4 separate regions of the Mus musculus genome follow, and regions 1, 2 and 4 are each linked to region 3. The links are chromatin contacts, called in public HiChIP or PLAC-seq and promoter capture Hi-C maps. All regions are on one chromosome and are shown on one strand. Each heading gives the region's core, a stretch centred on a gene start, on an enhancer-like site or on the middle of the called end of the contact. The rest is flanking DNA. Distances are from core to core; before and after follow the strand shown. Region 1 overlaps Gm37004 (a long non-coding RNA gene). Region 2 overlaps Ppp1r1c (protein phosphatase 1, regulatory inhibitor subunit 1C). Region 3 holds the start of Itga4 (integrin alpha 4). Region 4 has its middle 11 kb from the start of Ppp1r1c.

Region 1 (2,893 bases), core at 223-2,722, 260 kb before region 3:
GAGGGCATTTACTCTATATCACTTCTTTTTCTTTTGCAATTTTTAAAGATGACATAATTTCTGAGTAGAGCATGCAAGTGATTCAATAACCAGAACACATAAGGATCTCTGTAAAAGTCTCTTCTGCTTCCCTTGCCAATGTGTAATTCACATACATCCTTCCCAATCCTGCCAAAGAGTGACCCTTCTTATAGGTTTTCAATGTGTTCTTTAAGAAAACAAAAGTATTCCTATTTATGTGGTACACCTGTGTAGGTGTATGCACAGATATGTGTAGGCCCTATAGAAGCCAGGAAACACCATCTGACCTCCCGAAACTGCAGGAGATACAGGTGGTTATGAGTGGCCCAACAGGGGTGCTGAGACCCAGAGTTGGACCCTCTGAAAGAACAGTAAATGCCCTTTTCTATTGAGGCATCTCTCCAGCCTCTCCTCTCTCTGTGTAAAGAGATTTATGATTTATTGCTGCAATCCAGTCTGAGTCTGTACATGTTTTATTCTTCAAAATCCTCATAAATGGTAAAATAACATTCATGGATTGGTACACTGGTTATTCTTACTTAATATAGCTAAGCTTCCTCTTTAGGCAATACTAATTCACAGGACTTCATGGAATTATGCTTGGAAGGGTGAATTCTAAGATGAGACTTCTGACTTATAGAATCTTCCTCAAATAACAGTGTGGAAAGCATGGTGATTGGCTTTAAAGACTGGAGTAAATCAGTGAAGGGAAATGGTAGCATATTTTGGTCTTGAAGAGGAGTCTTCACACTATGTCCTGATTGGACACACTGTACAGCCTGCTAATGTCTATTCTTTTTTTCTAATAAAAATGTTGTGTGTGGACGTATTTACCTCTCCCCCACTGACCACAGTGTGGGCACTCTGGTCTATGGCTCGATCTTCAAGAAAGTCCGTGCTCTTGTCATCAAATCTGCTTTCGTGATCTACTGAAATCAAGTTGCTGCAAAGTTGGTGTGTGTCACAGACGCTTCAACACCCAGGCCTCGTCTGCCTGTCTCTGTTCTTTGGAAGTGTTTGTCGTTTGGAGAGAAATCATCAGATTTGTGTGTTTTGTCCTAATGTATCCAGCACATTTCCAGCAGAGTTTGATATAGTTTCCTGTTACTAATGACAGAAAACAAAAATTGAAACCTAATTTTAAAAATACAGAAGTTATAGCCCTAACATTAAAAGTGCATTATACAGAGAACCATTTGATATTCCTTAATTCTCCATTTAAAAACGCACATCCTGTTCACAGATAGTGTTTCAGATGGTTTTTAGTCATGTAAATTATTTCTCTCCTGACTGTGTAATTACATGATGGACTGATTTCTAGAGTATCATATACTTAATGTGGGTTTCTAAAAAATGCTTTAATCATATAATTGCTAGTTTATCAAGTAGAAAATATAGGTCTGACAACACTATCATTATGTCATTATTTTCCACAAAAGACTGCGAAACACACTGAAGAGGCCATTATGAGGGAAATAGTAGTTTTCTATGGTGTCTAAATTTGCAAGGATTTAAATCAATAAAAAGAATAAATCAGAAAGGGTCTAAATATAAAGTGCTTAAACTCTACCCAGGCATCATATCTCTGTTTAAAACCAGTACAGACAAAGGAAAAGAAGTATAAGAGCTGAGCAGAGACTGGTAGGTGATCTAGCCAAAGAATGACACTAGCATTGAGTAAGAGACTCCCTGGGTTCTGTGAGGAAGTAGAAAAGACAGGCAATGCACTTGGGACTTCCTGTTTGTATTCTAATCCAGGCGCCTTGCTCTTGTGCTACTTATTCTGACTATACCACATTTAAGTGTGATTAGAATAATCATTTATCAATGAGCATATGGCATATACCTATAATCCCCAGCACTGAGTGTGCCAAAGAAGGGGTACCACAGAGAATTCAAGGCCAGTGAGGGCTACATAGTGAGGTCAAGGCCAAGAGACCAGTCTGGGATACACAGCAAAGCCTTCTCTCTCTCTCTCTCTCTCTCTCTCTCTCTCTCTCTCTCTCTCTCTCTCTCTCACACACACACACACACACACACACACACACACACACAAACTAAAACTAACTATCAAAGAATCATTTATATTCATTTGGTTTCCATCCAGTAAAACAGGGGAATATATTCTAGAATGAATAGATGATCAAATTCAAATTCAGTCATACATAATTTAAAAATTACCAAACCATTTTTTTTAAATTTAATGAATTGCAGAGCAAATGAACATCTGTTTCCAACGAAGTCTTGTAAAGATGAAGGCAAACTGCTTCCTTTGTAGGCTTAGGATAAGAAAGAATACTTCTAAAAAGTTTGTTCTCAGGGTAGTTCAGCTACATACACACACAAAGGTGTCACAAACACATACGTACACACCACAAAGATGCCACATGATTGGTTGTGTTACTTGTGCCTCCGTGCTTGCTTCCACTTGGTTGGTATGATGGTTTTGCCTTGTACTCTATACACACTGTTTTCCTTGTGATTTTGGATAGTGAAAGACAATACTCTGAGATAGTTAAACCCATACTCCTGATAGGAGTACTTCAAATTAATTCTATAAGCCGAGCAAGTGCCATTTAGTGAAGTTCTTTATACACACTCAAAAGGTTCCCTATCCCCCTGCTAACTGAGAGAGAAAGCAAAGAGTCAGGACCTGCAGATCTGAGGAACAGAGACCGAGTAGCATGCCTGTGAGGTGTTTGGTACAGTGGAGTCTGTAAGGGGCTAATCAGGTCTCACTATCAAAGCAACAAGCTCCACAGACTGCCCTTTCTTCTTTGTTGGTATATTATCTTGGAGTAAGGATGCCTAAACAATGTAGCAACGGCCAGATCACAGCCTTACGCTGAAATATGAACATTATCCTGAAGAG
Region 2 (3,215 bases), core at 36-2,535, 490 kb after region 3:
TCTCTGCCTCATGATTGTTGTTTCAACTTGTCAGCTCTCAGCTACTGCTCCAGTGCCATGCTTGTTCACCTGCTGCCAGGCTCCCTGCCATGATAATCAGAGACCCTACTACCCTATGGAACCATGAACAGCAATCAAATGCTTTCTTTCTTTTTTTTTCTTTTTTTTTAATTAGATATTTTCTTTATTTACATTTCAAATGCTATCCCGAAAGTTTCATATCCCCTGCCCATCACCTACCTATCCACTCCCACATCTTGGCCCTGGCATTCCCCTGTACTGGGGCATATAAAGTTTGCAAGACCTAGTGGCCTCTCTTCCCAATGATGGCTGACTAGGCCATCTTCGGCTACATTTGCAGCTAGAGACACAAGCTCTGGGGGTACTGGTTAGTTCATATTGTTGTTCCACCTATAGGGTTGCAGACCCCTTTAGCTCCTTAGGTACTTTCTCTAGCTCCTCCATTGGGGGCCCTGTGTTCCATCCAATAGATAACTGTGAGCATCCACTTCTTAGCAGGCACTGGCATAGCCTCACAAGAGACAGCTATATCAGAGTCCTATCAGCAAAATCTTACTGGCATATGCAATAGTGTCTGTGTTTGGTGACTGATTATGGGATGGATCCCCAGGTGGAGTAGTCTCTGGATGGCCCATCCTTTCATCTTAGCTCCAAATGCTTTCTTTTATAAGTTGCCTTATTTGTGACATTTTGGCACAGCAATAGAAAAGTAACTATGATGCAGACGATGAAAAAAACTAACTTATTGTAATTACAATAAATTCTGCAAAGGGTTCACAGTTGCCATTAGAGTATATAACAAGACAGATGTAACCTAGTCTAGAGACCAAAGAGGCCTTATAATTAAATTAACATATAAAGAAGAAAGCAAGGAAGAGAGGAGATTTACACCGAGATGAATCTCAAGGTAGGAAACAGGATGTTGCTTTTGAGGAACTGAAAAACAGCCTTTGAGGGTAGAAAGCAGAAGTGGATCAGACAGTGTTTATCACATCGACTTGACATCATATACTGATAGACTACACTTCTGAGGACAGTGCTGCTCTGGTCTTCAAATGGAGAATTTAAGAAAGTCACACACATTACAATGACAACAAATGTTCAGGATTCAAGTATATCCAGGCACCCAGAAGCAAAGCATAGTATTTTCAAAGTATTCAAAACAGGAAAAGTGTAATTCCCCCACAATTGATAGTTTGTTAATAAAGGAAATGAGATGTTTTTTTTTTGGTTCTATCCTTTCTGATTTGGCCTTAAGTTCCTATTACCAAGACCAGTAGAGTTTGGTACCCAGTCTTGTTTGTGTGGGAAGGGATGGAAGGATTGAGAGAGTATACTATCTACCATGTCCACAACAGTCTGATAGGAATCTGAATTCACTCACCTTTATTCCTTCCCATCTGGCTGGCTTTATAGAGTTTATTATATAAATGAATGCATGCTTGATGACAAGATGGTGATTTCTCTACAAAGTTAGGTCTTACATTTAAGTGCCTAAGTAAAAATTCTTTTTCTCATTTCCACAACCCTAAGTCACTGTTCAACTTAGTTTTCATAGAATAAATATCTAGTTAGTCATACAAGTGCCTTAATATTAAAAAAAATTGCTGTGAGGAATTATGAATATTTTTTTCTGTAAAAACTTTACTTCCTGGCATTCTTACTGCCAATTCTAAATCCCCTAGGGGGAAGAAAGCTTAGTTTGTTTCCAAGCCCAGAATGGTTTCACTGTAGGAATCCATAATATGTTCACTCGTTTTATTATGCCTTTGATCCATTTTCCCAATTTGGGGGTGAGGAAGCAATCACACACAAAGACTGTGATTTTAAAATGGAAAATAATTTTGAATTATAATACATTCTGCAGCTCACAAGTTGTTAACCACACAAGTGAGCAGTAGGACTCCACTGTAAGCATCTTAATATTTTATTCTCCTTTCAATATTTTTCTCCAGATTTGTTAAAATTTGAACTTATTTGTTATTCTCTCATACTTTACCCTCCAACTGCAGTTTCCCCTCCTTCCTTTCTTCCCAGTCCTTCTCCTCTACCTCCCCTCTCCCTGAGATTCACTTCTCTTCTGATTTTCTTCAACAAAGAACAGGCCTCCCAGGGATATCAACCAAACATGGCATAAACAAATTACAATAAGACTAGGCACAAACCTCTTCTTAAGGTTTGATGAGGCAACCCAGGAGGAGGAAAGGGACACAAGAGCAGGCAAAAGAGTCAGAGACAGCTCCTTATCCCACTGTTAGGAGTCCCACAAGAGCACCAAGACACACAACCATAGCATAGATGCAGAGGACCTAGGTCCAATCCATACAGATTCCCTGATTGTTGCTTCAATCTCTGTGAGCCCCTATGAGCCACGCTTATTTGATTCAGTGGACCATGTTGTCCTGGTGTTCTTGACCCCTCTGGTTCCCATATTCCTTCTCCTCTTCCATGAAGTTCTCCAACCTCCACCTAATGTTTGACTCTGGGTCTCTGCATCTGCTCCTATCAGTTGCTGGATGAAGTCTCTCTGATGGCTATTAAGTTAGGTTCTGGTCTACAAGTATAGCAAAATCATTTTGTTGACTTTAGGCTGGGATATCCAGCCTCTGGTTTCTGGTCCTCCAGGGAATGTCAAGCATGGGCTTCCTCTTGTGGTCTGGGTCACAAGCTAGGCCAGTCATTTGTTGGCCACTCCCACAAGCACATCTTTAGTGGTGCCACCTTTACTCAAGCCCATCTTGCAGACAAGACAAACAGGTTGAAGGTTCTGTGGCTGGATTTGTGTGGATTTCCAGTGGAAGCCTTGCCCGGTTACAGAGGGTTTTTGTTTTTTTGGGTTGTTGTTGTTGTTGTTTGGTTGGTTTTGTTTTTGTTTTTGTTTTTAAATTTCAAACTTTAATTCTTGTTGATGATTCAAACCTGGAAAGGTAGATTTAGACAGACTCAGGAGCAAAGTGAAAACTCATCATTCATTTACATAGGCTGAAAACCTAGAAAATAATATGCAAGGGAAGAAGATCAGGTAATTAGTTTAACTGCCTAAGGCTGAATACACAAAGGTGAGAGCTAATCCCAGGGAATGAAAGGAACAGTTGACTGCCCTGGCTGAATGGGAAAGGCCTCTGACTCAGCCTTCCAGGGCAACAACAGAGCCATGCAGACCAATAAGCTGACTAAGCATGTTCTGCACTGTG
Region 3 (3,208 bases), core at 599-3,098:
AGTTCCCCAGAGGAAAGGAATTTCAGAGTCATGCCTGGGTTTGCCAATGGGACGTTAGCACAAGGGGTAGACATTGTTTCTATCTCCCCAATGGGAGGGGATTTTTAGCAGCAGGGCTGTTTTCAAGTCCTAAGGGAAGGAAGGAGGGTTGTCTTGGCTTGTTGAATAATACTTCTGGAAAAGTAGCAAATTGTAATCTGAATGATAGAAATGAGGACCTGCCCATTAGCCACTGTACAGCTATCAGTGCCAACCAGAGTTTCACCATCCCTTCCCTGCCTGTGGGGCTCAGGAGGCACGTGCTATTTTATTTTTCAGTCCCTCAACCAGGCTGACCGGCTCCTCCCTCGTGCCTCTTCTCAGAGTGTGTGGAGCCCAACTCAGCGATCCTTGCCTTCCAGCTCTCTTCAAGTGTTCCCAAACAATTAAACTTTATGGAGTAGGGAACTTTTCTTTTCTACTATCAGGCCAAAAATGTTGCTGGGTGCTCCTCCAGGCATCCTGCTGATTTGTTGTGGTGTTTCGAGGACTGGGGGCTGCCCACTGCATGAGATGATCTGACTCAGTGAACAGCGACAGCTGCGGGCCTGTGATTCTGTTGGTGTAACTGGCAGACACGGACTTTCTTTCTTTCTTTCTTTCTTTCTTTCTTTCTTCCTTTCTTCCTTCCTTTCTCTCTCTCTCTCTCTCTCTCTCTCTCTCTCTCTCTCTCTCTCTCTTTCTTCCTTTCTTTCTTTCTCTCCCTCCCTCCCTCTCTCTTTTTCTTTCTTTCTTTCTTTCTTTCTTTCTTTCTTTCTTTCTTTCTTTCTTTCTTTCTTTCTTTCTTTCTTGTCATTTGTCTTTTTTTTGCAACAAAGGTAAGAGGGCCAGCATCTCACCTGCTAACACTCACCAGCACTTGCCTCCTGCTCCAGCGTGAAAAGCAGGGAATGGAATATGGAGTGTAAGACATAAATTAAAAATAAAATAAAATTAAAAAAAAAAAGAAAAGCAGCACACAAGGAGTATGTTCAGCAGAGGCCCATCTCCTGGCTTAGGTGTGCTGTGACTCTGATCTCTGGTGGCTTTTTAGAAGCCTGTTATGACCTTGTCTTAGGCTGTGTCTACACATCTGGTGGTAGGTATGTCCTGGGGTAACTGAGTGTGTACATGGGGACTAGTTATGAAGAAGTGAGCAAGGGGTGGAGTCTGCTAAGTGAGGCAAGTCACAGAATTTCCTTAGCTTGCCTGGGTTTTCTGTGTTAGGCTATTGCCTGGCTTGCTCATGCGTATAGACTCTATTTAAGAGGAAGTGTATAGAGAGGAAGGAAGCCTGCATAAAAGGCTGCAGGCCTGGGAGTTTTGAAGAGACTAGCCATATACTTTTGTCACCAAATGCTCCAATAGGGCTGGGGCGGGAGGGGGGGGGGGCAGCAGTTTTGGCTTCTTGCAAACTGTGTAATTTCTGTATGCTACACAGCACATAAGTGACAGAGGAAGTTCTGGAAGGTTCTCCACAGTCTTAGTTCCCAAATTATTGGCCACTGGGACTGGCCCTGGAGGCCAGTCACTTGGTGAAGTCCCGCAAGGCATCAAGCCTTAGCCAACTTTCAAAAGGGAATCCCCTGATCTGTTTTGTGTTCCCCCAAGGGTTATTTTTGCTGGGCCCCAGAAGCCAGAGCCACTGTGTGTGATGTCTGCCAGGGTGTGAGTCCATGCAACCTAGGTCCCCTAGCGCCCCCTACAGCTGCTGCGGGGCGGGGATGGGGATCGGGTTGGGGAGAGGGAGGCCAGGCTGTGAGCCACTGCACCACACCCAGGACCCCACCCAGATCCTAGGAGCACCCGGCCCCTGGCTCCGGGGCCACAGAAACGGGGCGTGGGCCAGAGCCTGAAGCATCCCTGGCCACTACGATCGCTCCGCCTGTGGCCACCAATTCCCCTCCTCTTCTGGCGTCCCTCTCTCCGCCCCTGTCGCCTGCCAGCACCGGACACGCTGCTGCACTTCATCTCTTGGGGCGCTCTTCTCTTTGGCCAACCGTCGCATCCTGTGCAACTCTGGTCAGTGGCCGTTTTGTGTTGAATGTTCTCCACCAAGAGCGCATGGCTGCGGAAGCGAGGTGCAGACCGAGGTCCCGAGGGATCGCCCTCCGGGAAGCGGTGATGCTGTTGTTGTACTTCGGGGTGCCAACCGGGCACTCCTACAACCTGGACCCGGAGAATGCACTGCTGTACCAGGGCCCCTCCGGCACGCTGTTTGGCTACTCGGTGGTGCTGCACAGCCACGGGTCGAAGCGCTGGTGAGTGCGCCCTCCCCAAGAGGCATGTCACAGCGCCTCCGCCTCTGGGATTCCTTGTATGAATCAAACTTTCCGCCCTCCTGGGAGGTCAGAGAAAGACCTGGCTTCAGCCAGCTGCCTCACTGGAGAGCCTTGGAACTAACTTATCTTGGGATGGCAGCCCCCAGGGTGCTCCTGAGTCCTGGGTCTCCAGTCATGGGAAGAGGAGGTGGGTGCCACTTCCCTTGCTGACCACTGCACAGCTGTCACAAGCCAACACGGGGCAGAGTGGGTGGGCAGACTGGTTCACGTCTGAGCGAACTTGCATGGTTCTTGCTTTAGGCTCATCGTGGGGGCTCCCACTGCCAGCTGGCTCTCTAATGCCTCAGTGGTCAATCCTGGGGCGATTTACAGATGCGGGATCAGAAAGAATCCAAACCAGACCTGCGAACAGCTCCAGCTGGGTGAGTTGGGTCCCCAAAACAAGACATAATGAACTTTCTCCCCTTCGTGGGTCCACTGTTGGGCAAGTCCTGGAAGACACTATGATGCTGGTCTCTTCTGGATTAAAGTACAAGCTTTTCAATTTTAACCCCATGCCAGCTTGCTCCTGAGAGTATTTTCCTCTCCTTTGCTTGCAACTGTATGTGATCTCAGTATCTTCCAAACCTCTTTCAGGGGAAGTCTCATAGGGTGGCTTCTGGCAAGCTACCTTCTACCAGTCCTAGAACTCTTCCATGTGTAAAATCTGTTTCAAAGCCTTAAAACCCCTCTCTGGCTGAGGACCCAACTTCTCAACTTTGTTCTAGCGTGAGCTGCACATCAGGAATAGAAACTTTGATTGAGCCTATATCCCACCATGTAGCCTATATCCCACCATGTAGCTTATATCCCACCATGTAGCTTATATCCCACCATGTAGCCTATATCTCACCATTTAGCCTATATCC
Region 4 (3,110 bases), core at 114-2,613, 440 kb after region 3:
CTCCAAGTAGGAGAGCTGAGGTTCAGCAAGGCATCAGGATCAACCTTCACATCATCCAAAAAGATCTTCAGCTACCGCATCCCTCATTCGTTCCAAACTCTCAGCATCCACCCCTCTCCTAAAATGTTTCCATTGATGGTTTCCATTAACAGAAAAGTCAAACCTATCTCTCCCTTGATTCCTTCTTTATGATTTTTTTTTTTTAGTTTTGTGTTTCTATTTCCACTCTCTCCATTTGCTGAATCAGACAATGGGGAGTTATAGAACTACTGTGTTCTTATGGAGGACATGTACACTGATATAAATTTGTGAGAATTAACAACAAGATAATGCTAGCCTTCTGTCTGTCCTATTGGACTTTCAAAACCTGTTGAGATGAATTACTATGATAAAAATATTTTAGTACTACACACCCACACCCACCCACCCACACCCACATGCACGCAATCATGCATGCACGCACGCATGCACGCACGCACGCACGCACGCACGCACGCAATGTCCAAGCTTGTACTGAAGACAAGGAATCAGTGGTTCCCCTTTTCGTTCCCTCCTTGTTGTTCTAAGACAGCTCAGGCTCTTAGGCTCTACTTCCTGTTTCTCCAGACCCTGCCCACACGAGGGACTTCCCAAGGGAAAGAAATACATTGTCTAAAAGCTGTGTGTGTGTGTGTGTGAATATATATGCCATGTGTATATAAATTATATGTAATAAGAAAGAGCTCAGCAGAACAAAATTTTTGATGTATAATAATGGAAGCTAAGTTGTAGATAGAACCATCTTTTTTTGGAGGAGTTAGAAAAGAGAATTGTAGGAGAAGTTGCTATTTTGTCAAACCTGCCTTTCTCAAAAGAAGCAGTGAAGAACAACAGCGCATAATGATGAAGACAGGAGAAGACCCTCGCCGCAACGCTCTGGACCTCACTTGATACCTAGTTCAGGAACATTTGGCGGCAGCAGGGGTTGCCTAGGATAAACCCTAGAGGATTGTTTAATATACATGGGAGATTCCTTCCCTTGGAGAGTCCCTCGTGTGTGGGCAGGGTCTGGAGAGTCAGGAAGGGGAGCATGAGCCGTCATCAAACAGCAAAGAGGGAACTCAAATAGGGAAGCACTGCTTCCCCCTGTTCTCAGGACAAGATCGGACAGCTTTGAAATGGGGTTGACTTAACAACTGACATACAACCAGGAGGGCCTGCGATCCAGACCCTAAATAAAGTTATTTGTGTGAAAAGTTTCCTCAACTTGATCCTGCTCCTAAATACCCAAGGACAGCCTCTATTTTCAAACATGTATATTCACTTAGTAAGAGAGTAGAATCTATCTGATGAGATCTATTCTAATGATATTGCGTGAGGAGCATGCTCAGTGTAAGTATAAATAGCAATCTCAAACCACAAGGTTACTGAAAAAGTTCAGGATGAAATGAGTCATCTAAAATATTGGGAAAATCCAAAGTGTTTTAGAAGCTTGAATAGAAAACTGCCACCCACATCCATACACACCCTAGCGTAATTTGAGAATGTTAAGGGAAAATACACTGAATGTTTCTCAGGAGATCAGACCTTTCATGACAGCTTTCTCTGAAATGAAATCAGTAGTCCTAGATTTTATTTAGCAGTAGAGAATTATCAAAGTTCAAAAAACAAAAATTCTGAAACTTGTAGCATTTCATTCAATCGAACTAACTCATGTAGAAGGGCAAAAAACATTCTAGAAATGCACAGGCTTAAGAGAGTTTACTAGCCATGAGCCATTACTAAAAGCTTATGAAATGGTACATTTTGGTGGACAGACTGAATCCAAGACAAAGTATTCTATTGAAACAATAGTGGCTATGTAGAAAGAGGTGATGTTGTCATGACAGACGAGTAATCAGTACAAGGACATGCTTAGCATCTTACTTTCTTGGGATTGGATGTAAACATCCATGTATATCCATCAATAACAGTAAATATTAATAATTAGTTTCATGTGTATATGTTCATATATGTGGGTGCACACGTGTGTGGGTACCTGTGTGTACATGTATGCATAGTCATGAAGAGGTGAGAGGCCAATCACCTTGGTTTTTATTCTATCTTTAGTTTGAGACTGGGTTACTCAGTGGTCTGAAATTTTGCCAAATATGCTAGATTATCTTACCATTGATTTCCAAGGGTCCATCTTCACCTGCCCTTATCACCAACACTCGGATCACAAGTGGGCGCCACTGGGCACAGCCTTTTCTGTGGTGTCTGGGCATCCAGACTCAGGCTTTTATGTTTGAGAGGCAAGTGCTCTACTGCCTAAGCCTTTGCTCCTGCCCCCAAATTACTTTTCAACTGGGAAAAACAAAAACTAAAACATGTATGAGCACACTCCTGTGAAAGCTTAGAAGACGACTTAACAAACTACTTGGAGAATTCCGAGATGACAGCATAGGAGAAGGAGCCGCTGAGCACAGAACTAAAAGAAGAGGTGGCTGTTGCATTGGACGAGAGGGATGGAAGGATTCTCCAAACAAAGAACTGATGTCTAAAGACTATAGCATTGCGAAAGGCCTTTGGTTACTCAAAGTAAAGTTCAGTAGTGACTGAGGAGCACATGGTTTGTGAAACGCCTAGAAAATAACATTTTATTTTTATTTTCTCCAAAGTACCAAGGAAGAATGTCAGTTGATTTTCTTATCACGTTTTCTTAAGTACCCACACCTATCATCACTTTCACCTCATGACTCATTCTTGGAAAATAAGGCTCAGCACATTCTGGCCTGTCAGAAGTTTCACAGTCTTTCTACTGAGAGACTGCCTTGCTTCCAAGAACCTCATGCATATATTGCATAAGAGGACAATGAGTCATATGTTAATTTATCTGCTTTAAAACTAGGTGATTGGAAAACCATAAAAAAGGGATGAATATTTTAAAATATCTTAAAGCAGAAACTCTGAGATGACACTAGGGATCTTGACAACACATGGCTGGGAGATAAATCAAGAAGCACTTGTGACTTATTGCCCAGACCAGAATCCTGACAAGCCAACTAGATGAGAAACAGGCAAATGTCCTCAGACATCCAATACAGGTTTCATGTTCTTACGAAGAAGGCAGCTGCTTTTGCTAGAAGTGA

What was found. Promoter capture Hi-C pulls out the DNA fragments that hold promoters and counts their contacts. HiChIP or PLAC-seq counts read pairs in DNA pulled down with a chosen protein or histone mark.
Region 1: an H3K4me3 HiChIP or PLAC-seq map of the SCID.adh cell line shows a contact between it and region 3, with 24 read pairs. The contact joins the enhancer-like site here to the promoter of Itga4 in region 3. A contact is called at or near these places in 12 of 39 promoter capture datasets (the C10 cell line, the HPC-7 cell line, HPC-7-derived erythroid cells and 8 more), 1 of 15 datasets of contacts at CTCF or cohesin (CD8 T cells), 5 of 484 Hi-C or Micro-C datasets (the MNK3 cell line, bone marrow-derived macrophages, natural killer cells and 2 more), 20 of 115 datasets of contacts at active chromatin or transcription factors (the 230-238 cell line, CD8 T cells, DN3 thymocytes and 15 more) and 3 of 9 other capture datasets (adipose tissue, embryonic stem cells and liver).
Region 2: a contact with region 3 is called in a promoter capture Hi-C map of pre-B cells. The contact joins the enhancer-like site here to the promoter of Itga4 in region 3. A contact is called at or near these places in 6 of 39 promoter capture datasets (the C10 cell line, the HPC-7 cell line, embryonic stem cells and 2 more) and 3 of 115 datasets of contacts at active chromatin or transcription factors (bone marrow-derived dendritic cells, bone marrow-derived macrophages and large pre-B cells).
Region 4: an H3K4me3 HiChIP or PLAC-seq map of the 230-238 cell line shows a contact between it and region 3, with 12 read pairs. The contact joins the enhancer-like site here to the promoter of Itga4 in region 3. A contact is called at or near these places in 4 of 39 promoter capture datasets (the C10 cell line, the HPC-7 cell line, embryonic stem cells and 1 more), 3 of 115 datasets of contacts at active chromatin or transcription factors (the 230-238 cell line, bone marrow-derived dendritic cells and large pre-B cells) and 2 of 9 other capture datasets (adipose tissue and liver).

The regions. Positions count from the first base shown.
Region 1 is chr2:78,993,604-78,996,496 of GRCm38.p6, forward strand. The region is part of intron 1 of Gm37004 (a long non-coding RNA gene); the gene reads left to right. Among named protein-coding and RNA genes, the nearest start is that of Gm37004, 22 kb to the left of the region's middle. Within about 2 kb of position 1,473, at least 21 of the 459 cell types and tissues checked have an H3K27ac peak or open chromatin away from gene starts, as enhancers often do. A contact at or near this core is called in the SCID.adh cell line, bone marrow-derived macrophages, double positive thymocytes and 2 more, where this site is marked.
Region 2 is chr2:79,741,181-79,744,395 of GRCm38.p6, forward strand. The region is part of intron 2 of Ppp1r1c (protein phosphatase 1, regulatory inhibitor subunit 1C); the gene reads left to right. Among named protein-coding and RNA genes, the nearest start is that of Ppp1r1c, 35 kb to the left of the region's middle. Within about 2 kb of position 1,286, at least 51 of the 459 cell types and tissues checked have an H3K27ac peak or open chromatin away from gene starts, as enhancers often do. A contact at or near this core is called in the HPC-7 cell line, bone marrow-derived macrophages and pre-B cells, where this site is marked.
Region 3 is chr2:79,253,578-79,256,785 of GRCm38.p6, forward strand. Itga4 (integrin alpha 4) reads left to right here and starts at 1,849. Exons shown (of 28, transcript NM_010576.4): 1 at 1,849-2,279; 2 at 2,601-2,722. The coding sequence starts at 2,083.
Region 4 is chr2:79,695,603-79,698,712 of GRCm38.p6, forward strand. No RefSeq gene overlaps it. Among named protein-coding and RNA genes, the nearest start is that of Ppp1r1c, 11 kb to the right of the region's middle. Within about 2 kb of position 1,364, at least 80 of the 459 cell types and tissues checked have an H3K27ac peak or open chromatin away from gene starts, as enhancers often do. A contact at or near this core is called in the 230-238 cell line, adipose tissue and bone marrow-derived dendritic cells, where this site is marked.